Linked DNA regions of Danio rerio: region 2 is linked to region 1. Evidence: chromatin contacts called from public Hi-C data. All regions are on one chromosome and are shown on one strand. Each heading gives the region's core, a stretch centred on a gene start, on an enhancer-like site or on the middle of the called end of the contact. The rest is flanking DNA. Distances are from core to core; before and after follow the strand shown.

Region 1 (7,170 bases), core at 1,573-4,072:
CGGATCAATCACAACGAATACACTTTTTGGATTGAGAGGGAAATCTTTTGAATGGTTTACTGACGGCCGCAAGTGTTTTGTGGCGCCCTGCGCACCTCGCGTTTATGTCGTTGTGCGCTGCGTGCTCACAGTTAAAATAAAGTAAACTCTGAGCGGAAAAAGCGGTTGAGGTCAGTCGCGTCTTTTTCATTCTACAATCAAATGAAAGCCGAGTTTTCATTGATTGAATGCATATTTTCTGTGGAGCGATCGATTTGAGGAAACCTGCTATTTTTATTTGCCAAAAAAACATATGATTGGACAAACAGAATATGCCGGTTTTTAAAAATTATTCTGTCAGTGTTTTCATTTTGTAATTTAAAATTGTCATTTAAAACAAAAATATCTAGGGCAGGACCATTTATTTTATTCTTTTTATTTAGTTTTTTCTGTTTTTCTATGCTGTCGGAAGCGCTGCAGGTGCTTACAGTTGTCCTGTAGTTCTGTTCTGTATGCTGTTGTTCACGTTAAAATAAATCAGTATTTTAAAATGCAATATTTAACTTGTCAGACAAAAAATAAACAGGTCAATTTTTTTTATTAAAAAATTGTTTATTATCATCATTTTTTTTTGCTAGCAAGCACTGCAGCTAAGAAATGTATACTTCAAAAATGGAAATCTGAGAACCGCCCTGAGAAAAAACTCTGGATCAATAAGCTTGTATCTTATAGTACTCCTGAGAAAAGACTGTATTCTGTCAGACAAAAACCCACCGACTTATAGCATCAAATTAGGGATTATATTTGGGGATCTTTTATTGACACATTACCTCTCTAACCTTAATAATTGATTGTTTCGTATAATTATTATTAGTTTTGCTAGTCTTTTTTTGTTGTTGTTGTTGTTCTTACTTTCTCTTATTTTATGTTATTGTTTTAATTTAATGTTTTATCATATATGTAAATGTAATTTATTTGTGCATCATTTCTGGACATTATTGCTTTTATTTATTTTTACCATCAACCATTTCAACTGTCTTTACGTAACATCAAAAGGAGAAATGTTTTGACAAAATTTGTGGGGTGGCGGGGTGGGTTGTATTTGTATTTTTTTTTATTGTTATTATTATTTGTCTTTTGCTAATTTTTTTTTTAAAGTCCTGATATTCTTTGTATTCTTACATTCTACATAATGTTATGTATATTGTCAATAAACATACTTATTTTTTTTAAATAAGTATTTAATATTAATCTGACTAGTCAACGGTTAATATTCGGTTAATGAGCAGCAGTTGTTGGTTGGCGAAATTAACCGAAATGAGCATCCCTATGCAATATAATTGCAATATTTTTGTAAAAAGGAATTTGACATACTAGTCTCTCCTCCATTGCATTTCAGCCTCATAATAGCACAGAAAATCTCCCTGCTGGCATTGGGTCAGTTCAGGAACACGGCGAAACTTCTGGTGGTAGTAGTAGGCCTTTTTATCCCCACGAAAGCTCTCAACGATGCCTGGTAGAACATGAATCAGACAATAAAATAAAGATCAAGAAACACAAGAAAAGACAAGAAGATATTTAGATTTATTATACCAGTACAAAATGGTGTTTTGTTATTATATCGATGTGTATTATGTTAGCCTTTTAAAGTATTTAGGAATTTAATTGTTTAAGGCTGTAATTACAACTATAAAGCTAATGAAGGTAAACTAAAAAGCACTTCTTTTATTAAAAAAAAACCCCACTTATGAGGAAAAAGACCAAATCTTCAAATACAGACCCACACATTCTGAAATGTAACTTTCAAGATGCAGGTTATTTTTCTTCTTCAGTTGAAGAAAACTGAAACTATGGTTCTTTATGATTCATTAAATACAAGATAGCAAAATTATTCTACTGATTAAAATAATTGAATCTTGTATGGCCTGATGGTGAGTACATAAGTAAATTTACATTTTTAGATGAACAGTAACTTTAAAAGAGGCTGCACAAACTAAATAAAATGTCAGTTTCTCCTTTCTGTAGGCATTTAGAGTATGCATTTGACCGAAGATTTTTATAAGACGACACATACCATGCTCTAAAGACTCATTTTAATCAGTTTGTACTTTGGTCACTTTCCTGAGAATCAAACCCATCAGCTTGGCATTGTGCTTTTATTTACATTTATTTAATCTGAAAGGTTAAAAACTACCAATAATACTGTTTAGAACATTTATAAATCGATATGATTAACTGCTTATAAAGATGTCTTTATTCAATTATGAAATTAAAGCGTTTTAGTAACCTGTGAGAAGTATTAGAGGTTTACTGTGTACCAATCTTTATTCTTATCGTAATAACTGGTACTGTAAGTTATCCAAATATGGTCAATTAGGAACCTGCACCAGCTAATCTAAACAGTATTTAAGAAATTAGATTACAGTAGATATAAGTAGAAATCGAAGATTTACCAGCACCAATACAAACCTTACACAATGCATTGCGCTATATAAACACACAAATCCATGTCTATTATTATATGTGCGATTTTAACACCACAAAGGCAACTGTAAATGACAGCAGACGAATAAGCAGAGGTAAACACCGCCTCGAGTACGCTAGTGTGCAGTACTTCACCTCTGAATGTGCTCACTGGCAGATCCACCGTGTAGTAGAAGACCTTTGTAATCAGCACAGCGGGATTCGGTACCGCCGTTTGTTTATTCTCCATCGGAGTCCGAGAGGGAGGCTCTGGATACGCATCTTTATTGTAATCCTGCGGCATTTTCAGCCTTTAATTTAAAGGTGAATTTTCTAAAACCCTTTAGTCGACCTCAGTCTGTCTCTCTCCTCCACTGTGCGCATGCGCGCTTCTCACAACATGGCGTAAGGTCACCGAGCTGCGATTAATAAACCGAGAGAACATTACTTTGTAAAAATGTTATGCTCACAAAACTTTAACACATACAATTCTTTAAAACTGTATAAAATGTATAAAATTGCCTATTTTATCTCTTCGTTCTTTGCTAAACAGAGAGGTTGAAGGTGAAAGGTTATGCACGCAGTTTTGTTTTCTGCCAATAGATGTCATCGTTTTTTAATTCATCGAGGCACGAACAAGTCCTCGAAAATATAAAACTTCAACACAGCGAAACACAACACGTCAAATATAATATTTGAATTGTTTATTTAAGCAGCTAGTGTCATTACAAGGCTTCTTGTTAATTCTGCCATTCATGTATTCACAGAAATTCGTTTAAACATTGTACTTGAAAGTTATGTAATAGAAACTTGTCATTTTGTATTGATTTAATTCTTATAAATCATTTATCTAATTTATTTCATTATTGTAATTTAAATGTTAACCCTTTAACTGTCCAAGCAAGAAGCTAATGTTGCATTTCTTAACTCCTAATGTCGCTATAGTTAACACGCTCAATGCATTTGTTTTCAATACATCCAATAATTTCTAAAATATCAACCTCTACCAAATGTTTGATATGTTGGTTTGTGGTTTTGTCGGTTATGTCTGCAAGGATAAAATGTAAGACCAATTTATTTAAAGATATAACCAAAATAAAGAATTTTTGACTATTAAATCCTCTTTATTTTCTGAAGTACGCCATAAAATATGTCAAATTCTCATTTAACACATTCACTTGTTTTATTTTATATTTAATAAAATCAAAATCAAGTGTAGTCCTCAATAGGATTCATCCTCCATATTCTGTCAGTTGTTATATGCATGCGCTTGAAATTGTTTGTTTGCAAGTGAAACAACAGATCATTTGTTTTTTCATTGGATGTTTGTGGATGCATTATGGTCAGATGTTTATGTCTGGCTTTACCCAAAGATTCCACACCTCAAGATCTTTAATGTGAATGACATTATTTATGGACTTGTAATGGACAGTAAGGAAGATGCCTCCCTGAAAGATTGAAACTTAATATTTCATTAATGTGTAAATTTTGTGGTCAAGAAAATGAAACAATTTTGTATCTTTTTTTTTTCATTGTATTTACTCAAGAATATTTTGGAAAGATTTGGAATTGTTAAAAAAATAATAAGTATAAGATAGAAATTGGGTTGTTTGATGTTTTATTCTGATAATGGAACTTGAACTGTAAAGGACAATATATTTTTAATTTGTTTATGCTGTTAGGAAAATACCATATACATAAGAAAAAGTGGGCTCAATGTAAACCCAACTTTACCCATTTTCTGAATGACTTCAAAGTATATGTAAATCTTTTAAAACAATTACGAAACAAAAAAGCACTGACAACATGTAATGCTCTGAAAAAATTTAATTTCATGTAAATGTTATTTTACTTTAATGTTTATATTTATATAATATATAATATATATATATATATATATCTTTCAGAAACTATATGAAATGTAATACCTCTCGTTCTTGTGGCATTGAGTTAATAAAAAGAAAAAGGAAAATGCCTTCTAATCAACAACATCTTTATGCTTAAATAAATGTACACATAACTAAATATAATAAATAAATAAATAAAAAAGACTAGGGGTTCTCCTGTAATTTAGACGTTTTTATCAAAGACAGAAGATTTATTGCACTTTTTGTTTACCTTATCTTATTTGTTTTCATTATAGAAAGCACAAAACATTGGTTTCACCTTTAAATATTTTGATTTGTGTGTAGTATTTTGCTTATAATTATTTTAAGTAACGTATTACTTATGTAGGTGATTTGTTCTTTATTTGCACCTGTTTCTTTTTTTTAATGCAAATATGTACTGATAAGTTGTTGTACATTACTATATGTTCAATAAGAAATGTTAGGCTGCAAATAAAATAAATTACAATTTTAAAAGAAATGTTTAATAAACATTTTCCCATTCATTTTATTTTATTTTTTGATTGTCTTAACTATAAACATGCTTTCTCTTGAAAATGTATGACTTTTATTTGTGTTGTTACAAAAACTGGACGATTTTTTCTAGACACAATGACCCAAAATATATCTTCACCGTGCTACAAATGAATATAAAAATTATAACAATATATAATATAATATATGAGGCAATAAATTTCCGAAAAGAAAATTGAAAGAAAAAAAGAAACACCCGAACGTGACATCACAGGAAAATGGCGGCGTCCAGAGAGCTGTGCACCGACCAGCAGGTTACTTATGCTGCTAAAGGACGTCGTCGTGAAGGAAACTCGTCATTTGTAAACGTTATTGTGTAGTTCGATTTGGGAGAGTTTGTTTTGTTGACAGTAAAATGTTTACTCACTTAACTTATGTCAAGCTTTCTTGTTATCATTGCTCACAGACTACATATGTGCTTCACAGCCCTGTGTTTAATACATGAAGTGTCAAACTAACTCTTTTCAATGGCCATAATTAGATGTTTAAACACATTTGCAGTACTGACTTGTGTACTTCTTATCATTGTGTATGAAGACAACACTATTTGTGTTGCATTTTCACCATCAAAAGAAAGGCAGCATAGTTCAAATATCTCATACAGGATCATTAAAGCACAGAAGTACAGTCATAATGTATCAACTGTTCCTAGAGATCAGTGTGGCATAGCTGTGGAGCGCCGCATTGACTGTGCTAGGGACAGATCTTTGAGTCGGGCTGAATGTGAAAGCAGAGGATGCTGTTATTTGCCCCTGCCTCAGTCTGGATTAAGAGGACCACCGTGGTGTTTCTACACAGTCTTCTACCCAGGATACAAAATGGGGCCCATGTTGCCTACAGAACGGGGCCACAGGGCCATTCTCACTCGTTCAGCACCTTCATACCTGCCCCGGGACATCCACACACTGCAGCTAGATGTGATGGCTGAGACTCAGGATCGTCTTCATCTCACTGTGAGCAATTCTTTTTGACTTCTATATGAAATGAGCTCTGTGGTTTTATAGGGGCAAAATATGTAATGCAATACAATTATGGCAAATCAACATTAATCAAGCAGTTATATATTGATGTTATATATATCAGGGGTATTCAAACTCTCTGCTGGAGGGCTGGTGTCCCTGCTGAGTTTAGCTCCAACCTGCCTCAACACACCTGCAAGGGTGTTTCTAGAAAGCCTAGTAAGAGCTTGATTAGGTGTGTCTGATTGGAACTAAACTTTGAAAGACACCGGCTCTTTAGGGCTGAGTTTGGACACCCCTGCTTTATATGATGCTTATGTATCCCCACCGGTCCTACACCTCCCAACCCACTCCGAGCTGGTATCAAACCGGTGGCCTTCCGCATGGGAGTCGGTTGCTCTAACAAGGATGCTAAAGACCATGGCCTCTAGCATCTGTCGCTAGAGCTTCTTTAGAGGTCAGAGGAGTGAGGTTTACTTGCACAGCACTTATGCTGGCCTGCGTTACACTCACCCCCCTATACCTCACTCCCATCCAGGTCATGGCACCAATGTAACCCCGCCGGTCCTACGCCACCCAACCCGCTCCGAGCTGGTATCGAACTGGCGACCTTCCGCATGTGAGTCGGTTGCTCTAACAAGGAGGCTAAAGACCATGGCCTCTAGCATCTGTCGCTAGAGCTTCTTTAGAGGTCAGAGGAGTGAGGTTTACCTGCACAGCACTTACTAGCTGGCCTCCGTTACACTTACAATTAGGTCTGAACAATCATATATCATTTGAGCATCAATATTTTAATGTGTATATCTGCAATAATCAAATCACATTATTATATTATTTCTTAAAAAATGTTATTAAATATTCATTCATTCATTTTTTTGCCTTAGTCCTATTATTAATCTGGGTTCGCCACCGCAGAGTAAACCGCCAACTTATCCAGCAAATGTTTTATGCAGCCAATGCTTTTCCAGCCACAACCCAACACTGGGAAACACCCAGACACTCTTGCACACACTCACATACACAGTGGTCAATTTAGTTTATTCAGTTCACCTGTACTGCATGTCTTTGGACTGTGGGGGAAACCCGAGCACCCGGAGGAAACCCACAGTGCTACTCACTTGGCCACCGTGCTGCCATGTTATTAAATATATTTTAACTATACAATGATAATCATGCTATTTTGATTGTTCATTTTCTGTACTTTAATACTGTTGTGCTCTCGAAAAAAAACATGAAGCACTGTTTAATTAGCGTCAGTTTTAATTTTTCTGGACTTAAGTGCAGCATTTAACACGGTTGATCATTTTTGATTAACAGACTGGAAAAACTTTTAAGGTCTCTCTGGGAAA
Region 2 (7,170 bases), core at 1,971-4,470, 160 kb after region 1:
TTCCACTGACAGCCCAAATTTTGCCTTGTTTTAGCCAAGCTGTCTGCGTTTAGATGTCTATTACACGTCTATTAAACACAAAATTGTTTGCTGGGAAACCTCGTTATAGGCTAATGCACCTTTGAATTGCAAAATGCTATGTATTATAGGCCTGAGATTGTGTTGGAACTATTGTTTGAAAAAACGTGATTTATAGCGGAAATAGTTTTTAGTCGTAACTAAATGTTGTAGTTATTTAGAATTAACTACCGCCAAGGAATGTAAAATCTCGCACATTCACAGAAAATAGCACTGTTTCGGGTTACAAAATTAAATTGACCAATCTGCTGATTTAATTTTTGTCCGTTTAGTTTTATTTAGTTAAGTTAGTAAGATTTCAGGAGTTTTTAGTAGTGAAATTTTGCAATGCATGCCTTCTATGTGCAGTGCCATATTCACAACGCACGTCCTTGTTTCGTTGTTATTGAACAGAAAACAGCGACGAATCTTCCTGCTGCCCTAATACCCTGCAGTAGCCTAAATAATAGCCAAATGGAAAATTATTTATATTTTACAGACAGCAATTAATGTTGGCCTTTTTAGGTCATTCTTGTGGGTGAGTCAGCTGAATTCAGAAGATAAAGGAATAGCTCACCAAAAGCAAAAATTATACCATAATGTATGGCCTATGTTCATCCTCTACTTGTTTCAAATCTGTTTTAGTTTCTCTCAGTTAAAAATTTTATTTTTAAAATTTAATAAATAATAAATAAATTTATTTTGAAGAAAGTTGAAAACATGTAACACTTGCATAGACTGGATGTCAATGCTGATATTAAGCTTTTTTTCATAATATCTTCTGTTGAGTTCAACAGTATAAATAAATGAAGCCGCTTGAGGGAGCAAAGTCAGAATAGTGAGCTAATTTTCAGTTTAGGGTGAATATCTCTTTAAATGAACTCACTTTCTTAAATTTGCTGGAATACGGTGGCTGCCGCTTATTCATGTGAAGATAATAACGTCCTTGTAAGAGATGTCATCATCGTGACTTGCCTTAATATTCTGTTTCAACAAGATGTCGCCTGTAAGTTCTGTTTTACAAATTGCACAGTTATATTATATTATATTATATTATATCATATTATATTATATTATTTTATTTTATTTTATATCATATTATATTATATTATTTTATATCGTATTATATATGCCTATATTAAACTATTATATTATATTAGCTATATTAGGCTATATTATTATATTAAATTATAGGCATATTATATTGATTACATTATAGTAAACTATTTTATAGGCCTATACATTATTATATTATACTATAGTATATTTTTGTTTAAATAAAGTCTACTCGACGCATTTTAAATATTTTATAAACATTTAAATATTTAGGCTATATTAGCCTACTTAGTACATTTCAAAGAACCTCGTTTAAATATAAATATTTTTTGAAATGCCGAGTCGCATTTCTATACATTAATATAGGCTACTAATATTTTGTACTAATATATACTAATATAGGACTAATATATTTAATTTGTAAGATGTATCGATTTTAAAAAATAATCAGCGGCTATTCATGCATTTCAAATTCACTGCAAGCGATTAACGCAGATTTATTTGTGGTTAATTGCATGTGATTAGATCTAGGAGAAATTGTAACAATAACAAGGACAGAAATCAGGTGTTAACTTTGCCTAATTTATCAATTAACTAAATAAAAACAAGTTTATTCAAATAGGCTACTTTCGATAATTTGGCCTGCACTGGAGATGTCTTGTTGCTTCATAATGTAACCTTTTTTCACCCGACACAAATTTAAGCTTGCATTTATTTATAAAACAAACATTTGTGCTTGTTATTTATTTTCGTAATGACAGTAGCCTAATTATATTGAATCTACAACAATAATAATAATATAACAATAATAATAATTAAAATAATAATAATAATAATAATTATTATTATTATTATTATTATTATTATTATTATTATAACCTATAAATGTTTTCCCCGATAGCATTTAATTAATCGAATCGAAACAAATAATAGGCGAAACGAAAACATGAATGGCATTAAATTTAGATTATTATCAGTTGCAATAAATAAATCGTGAAAAAAAATCTGATTGAAATAAAAGCAGGTTTTTAAAAGATTAAATCATATTCATCAAATTTTACATAATTTATGAAAATAGTATTGAGAAAAGTAAAAAAAAATATTTTTGAGTAAAATATAGCCTAGGCTAATGTACCAAATAGCCTTTAGATTTAATATAATATTTTACACTTAAAAGAAACACGAAATAGGCTTAACCTAAAACGGAAAACGACTCAAGAGAATTGTTTGTCGGAAACAGTGAAATTTGTCATTTTATAGTAGCTATTTAAAGGCAATGATTTTATTATAAAGAAAGAAAGAAAGATAGAAAGAAAGAAAGAAAGAAAGAAAGACAGAAAGAAAGAAAGAAATGATTAAAACGTATTGCGTGTCATTATTTAAATTAGGCTAAAGGCACGCACGATGATTTTCAAATAATCGATAAAATCTCTAAATCTTTTAAGAAGTCGTTTATGGTATTTACAATATTGCACATTAGCCTATCTAACCCGAATAGCCGAACAAAGGACCAAGCATTATTGAGTTCATAAGTGGATTTATAGGCTTTGTATTCTATGTATTTATACATATTGTATTATATTTTTATTTGTAGCCTATGCCTATAGTAAATATCCATTTAAGGGATTGCGAGACATGGCGGGGAAAATGGAGGCGCAGAATCCGAGATGGCGCGTTTCATTCACATGTGGGCGTTTAACCAGAACAAGCGTGAATTTTAGATCTATATATAAATAAAAAACATAAACAAAACAAAATTCATTATGACATCGACCCGCAACACCTGTTATTTAGGTTATTGGCAGAATTAAACAGAATAAACAAGCCGCATTTGGACGTTTCGCCTTGTGTTGAGATACACATGCGACATGGGGACTTAGGAAACGTCCCGAATGCGGTCTCTGCACATTAGTTTACGAAATAAACACGGCATGTTTGCCTTCAAAACATTCGTAAATGTCATTTTGCGAGCTCGTCTCGTCCTCTAGTCTCCGCCTCTGAGAGCGGGAGCGCCAGTCACACAGTACCGCCGTCCCGCAGTGCCATGGTAACAGTTTAGAACGTGATGACGTCTCTTCGGATCGAGTATTATGGGCTATCGAGGATTATTCAGGCAGAGGCTGAGAGGGGAAAAAATAGCTGCGAGGTTGAAGTAAACATGGAGCTCTCTGCCGTCGGGGAGCGGGTCTTCGCCGCTGAATCCATCATTAAACGGCGCATAAGGAGAGTAAGTGCTCGTCGGGGCTTCAGCTCTGCAGTAGAGCCGCCTGGATGTTTGTTTATGCTTGCCGAAATGACATTTTCCACGCGATATGTTAGCTTAGCAGCGTTAGCTTGCTAATTTGAGTCTCTCTGTGCTTTCGCTTTCAGGGGCGGATGGAGTATCTGGTCAAATGGAAAGGCTGGTCTCAAAAGTGAGTGGTAATGACACGATAGCGGCTGTTGTTGTAACGGAAGGAGCGGGTTAAGGCTGCCCGGACTCGCTCAGTGTTAGCACGGCTGGAGCACAGACTGTGTAACGGGGCTCTCGTGAATGTTGGCTGGCAAGGCCAGTGATTGGAGACAGTCATACAGCGTTTAAAAATGATTAATTGACATCATTTAGACTTGTATGGGAAACACTGTATATGCTTTTAATGAAAGTGTCTGTACATATGATTTATGCTTGGGTTTGATTTTGTTTGCATTTTTAAAAATGCAATTGATGCACGCAAGTTATTGGTAAAAGAAAAAAAAAATGATACTAGAAACCTATATGTAATCAGTTTTGAACGTTATGATTTTGGAATAATTTAACATGCAATTATCGGTGCAGATACAGCACCTGGGAGCCAGAGGAGAATATTCTGGATGAGCGTCTTTTCGCTGCTTTTGAAGAAAGGTAAACATTACTTCGTTGTTTATATAATTACAGTAGCCTACATAAAGAAATTGATTTGTGTGCTTTAAAGTAGCATTTCTGTGTATAATAATTTTTTTACATATTGCAGGGAGCGTGAGAGGGAGATGTATGGGCCAAAAAAGAGAGGACCTAAACCAGAAACGTTTCTAATGAAGGTGACGTTTTTTTTATTATCTCTGAACATTTTTTAAATATTTTTATTATTATAAAATACATCACACTTTAATGCATTTAAATTATCATTGAATTTGTGAAATATCTTGAGTTTTAAAAATATGCATTTAATTTTTTGCAGGCAAAAGCTAAAGCAAAAAGCAAAACCTATGAGTTTGGACGAGAGATGTCCAGAGATATACGTGTGTCTTTTCCAGTAGCAGAACCTGTTGTGACACCCAGAGCACGTGAGGGACTGCGGACAGTTGTGCCAACAATCTTTCCACCTAGCACCATTAACAGAGGTGAAAGTGTTCGTGTGCGTCCACCAGACTCTGAAAGAGACACCCTGACACATGGCACTTCAATCCAGTGCCCACTTGATTTTGCCAACTCACCAAAAAAGCGAGGACCAAAGCCAAAAATGCATCCAGCTGGAGGGTCATCCTCTGAAGGCATTAAAAGAAAGGCAGATGAATCGTTATCTTACCGCCCTTCCAAAACCGAGAGATCAGGAGAGACCTCTAACTGTGATATCATGCATTTTACCCAGAAATACAAAGCAGAAACCACCCATGATGGGAAGCAAATGGGAAGCAGATCCAGTGATGTGAAATTTTCACATGGTGGAAGCTTCTTAAAAGCTGGGCTAGGCATTTTGGGACATCGACAAAAGGTTGGCTCTGGTGGTGCCATAAACCAACAAGCCAAGATGAAGCATCCTCCCAAAAACAATCTATTTCGATCCACTGATCAAACCAGAGAGCAGCTCTCTCTGAGCTTTGTAGATGATACAGACCAGTCCTGGCTGCCTTGTTTGAAGAATATGGAGAAAATTGTTGTTACTGATGTAACAAGTAACTCATTGACTGTAACCATAAAAGAGAGTTCAACAGACAAAGGGTTCTTTAAAGAAAACAGATGATGAGATAGTTTATGTATGTATGATGATATATTGTAATCAAAGTAGAAAAAAAAACTTACATTTCTATATCATTTCTAGTCTATAAAGTCTTTCAATCGTGTATATAATGCAAAAATATATATAGTATATGTTTAGCCTACATTTCCATTCACGTTTTCTATGAAAATGAAGTTTATTTTTCTATTTCCCCAGATTTTTATGTAACTTTACCCCTTTTGGTTGCCTTGGTCAGCTTTATTATGAATGTAGGGCATAGAAGCTGTTAACATATACTAACGTTTCAACGTAATGCACCTTTTAAAGGGACATATTGTTTAGTCCCTTTTTATGAACTTATTTTTTCCGGATAGATTTTGTACATACTTGAAGGTCCAAACGGTAGTCTCTATTAAAGCACACCCTTTAAAAGGCATGAAGGGAAATAAGCTACATGCATTCATAAACTTGTTTTAGGCCTAAAAATTTCCGCTTCAGAATCATTTTTCGTTTTTCTGCTCAATATATGACTTACGATATCTTTTCCCCTCTTTAAAAACTACACAGGTATTTGATTGGTACGAATTGATTTCAAGTCGCTCAAGTAGCAACTCGTAGACAACAATTAAATCGTATTAATATAATTAAAACGACATTATATTAACCCGGAATTAACGGTTCGGCTTTTGCAGAGGGGAAGAAAACAAAGAAAATGTTCAAATGTAATTGGTTATTTAGTGCATTATTGATTTCATCCAATTCTTCGCTAATTTTACGTTTTTTTCCGTATATTCAGTTTCTATCCAGTCTTATGTTAGCCTAATCGAATTAATAAACCATACGTCGATGTTTTTATTACAGACCCAGTTACTGTAAACGATTAAACATAAAAAAATAAACCTATATATCATATATAGCTTAATCTCAAAAGCATGCCGACCTTCTTGGGTGAAGTAGATCATTAAGATCTGATGTCTTTCAAAAATTGGGGTGAACAATCTGCGAATGATCCAACCATTCGTCCAAAGATATTCACTCGGTTTCAGGCTTATTTTTAATTACCTACCGTGTACTGTAAATCTATAAAATTAATTACTATTATTATTATTATAGCTGCAAAATTTATTCGTATTTTTATGATTTAACAATTATAAAAAAGCCACCGCAATCCCACACTGTCGGAAACAGAAACCACTGTAAGGGGATAAACGTAAGTTTTCATTTTTAATAATCTATAGGGGAAGAAATTATTTCTGGAATAAATCATGGCTGTTGACTAAACAATATGAACATTATTTTAATAACACATAGAAACACAAAACGTTTTCCTAATCACGGTGGTTTCAAATTAAAATTGATATCAAAATTACATTTCTGTAGATTTATTAACAAAAGCGCTTGTTGAAGAAGTTCAGTCCACAAGATGTCGCCATGAACTTGATATAGCAAATCCGTGTATACTTTTAAAAACCCGTTAATACCATCTACGGCTTATGTACTGTGATCTTTGCTTTAAAGTTAAAATGTAAATGTTTAAAACGCATTTAGGCCTATAAATAGCAGTCACAGATGTTCAATGTGTCAAATGTTTTTGTGTTTGTATACTGTATGTTTTCATTGGTTTATTGATTTTGGACTGTCTTGTGTTTTATGATTCAGATGTAAAAAAAACAGTCAATATAACACTGAAATAAATGTGAGAACAATTATAGCTGTTTGAGTTTTAATTGTAGTTTAATTGGTAATTGTTTTGGTTTTAAAGCAAAACGGCGCTAACTTGATTTATTTTAGTTTGCTCTTTAGGGTAAGTACGTTTAGGCAATTTAAGCACATCGGAAATTTCTAATAATAATTAAAATGACTACTGTATTCTGACAAGGGTTTAACAATTTTCTAAGGTTCATTTTTGGTTTTTCTTGAAATGTTGTTTGCACTTTGCTAACATGTTTAATAGTTAAATGTGCTATTTAATGCATGTATGCGCGCGACCGCAAGAGTTCAATAGTGTGCCCGCTCGTTTTCTTGCATCAAATAAGTTGTTTTAAATATCTATCTATCTATCTATCTATCTATCTATCTATCTATCTATCTATCTATCTAT

Evidence for each region. Hi-C and Micro-C count contacts between places; a contact is called where the count stands out from the background.
Region 2: a Hi-C map of an unstated tissue shows a contact between it and region 1, with 2.4 times the contacts expected there. The contact joins the promoter of cbx8a here to the promoter of ndufb10 in region 1. A contact is called at or near these places in 1 of 18 Hi-C or Micro-C datasets (an unstated tissue) and 1 of 4 datasets of contacts at active chromatin or transcription factors (embryo).

The regions. Positions count from the first base shown.
Region 1 is chr3:17,189,525-17,196,694 of GRCz12tu, forward strand. It overlaps ndufb10 (NADH:ubiquinone oxidoreductase subunit B10), which reads right to left and starts at 2,823. Exons shown (of 4, transcript NM_200730.1): 1 at 2,599-2,823; 2 at 1,354-1,492. The coding sequence starts at 2,746. It overlaps gaa (alpha glucosidase), which reads left to right and starts at 5,065. Exons shown (of 19, transcript XR_223280.6): 1 at 5,065-5,815. It overlaps LOC141381170 (a long non-coding RNA gene), which reads left to right. Exons shown (of 2, transcript XR_012400910.1): 2 at 1-1,227.
Region 2 is chr3:17,346,159-17,353,328 of GRCz12tu, forward strand. cbx8a (chromobox homolog 8a (Pc class homolog, Drosophila)) reads left to right here and starts at 3,221. Exons shown (of 5, transcript NM_205616.2): 1 at 3,221-3,340; 2 at 3,484-3,527; 3 at 3,929-3,994; 4 at 4,104-4,170; 5 at 4,311-6,776. The coding sequence starts at 3,272. The coding sequence ends at 5,093.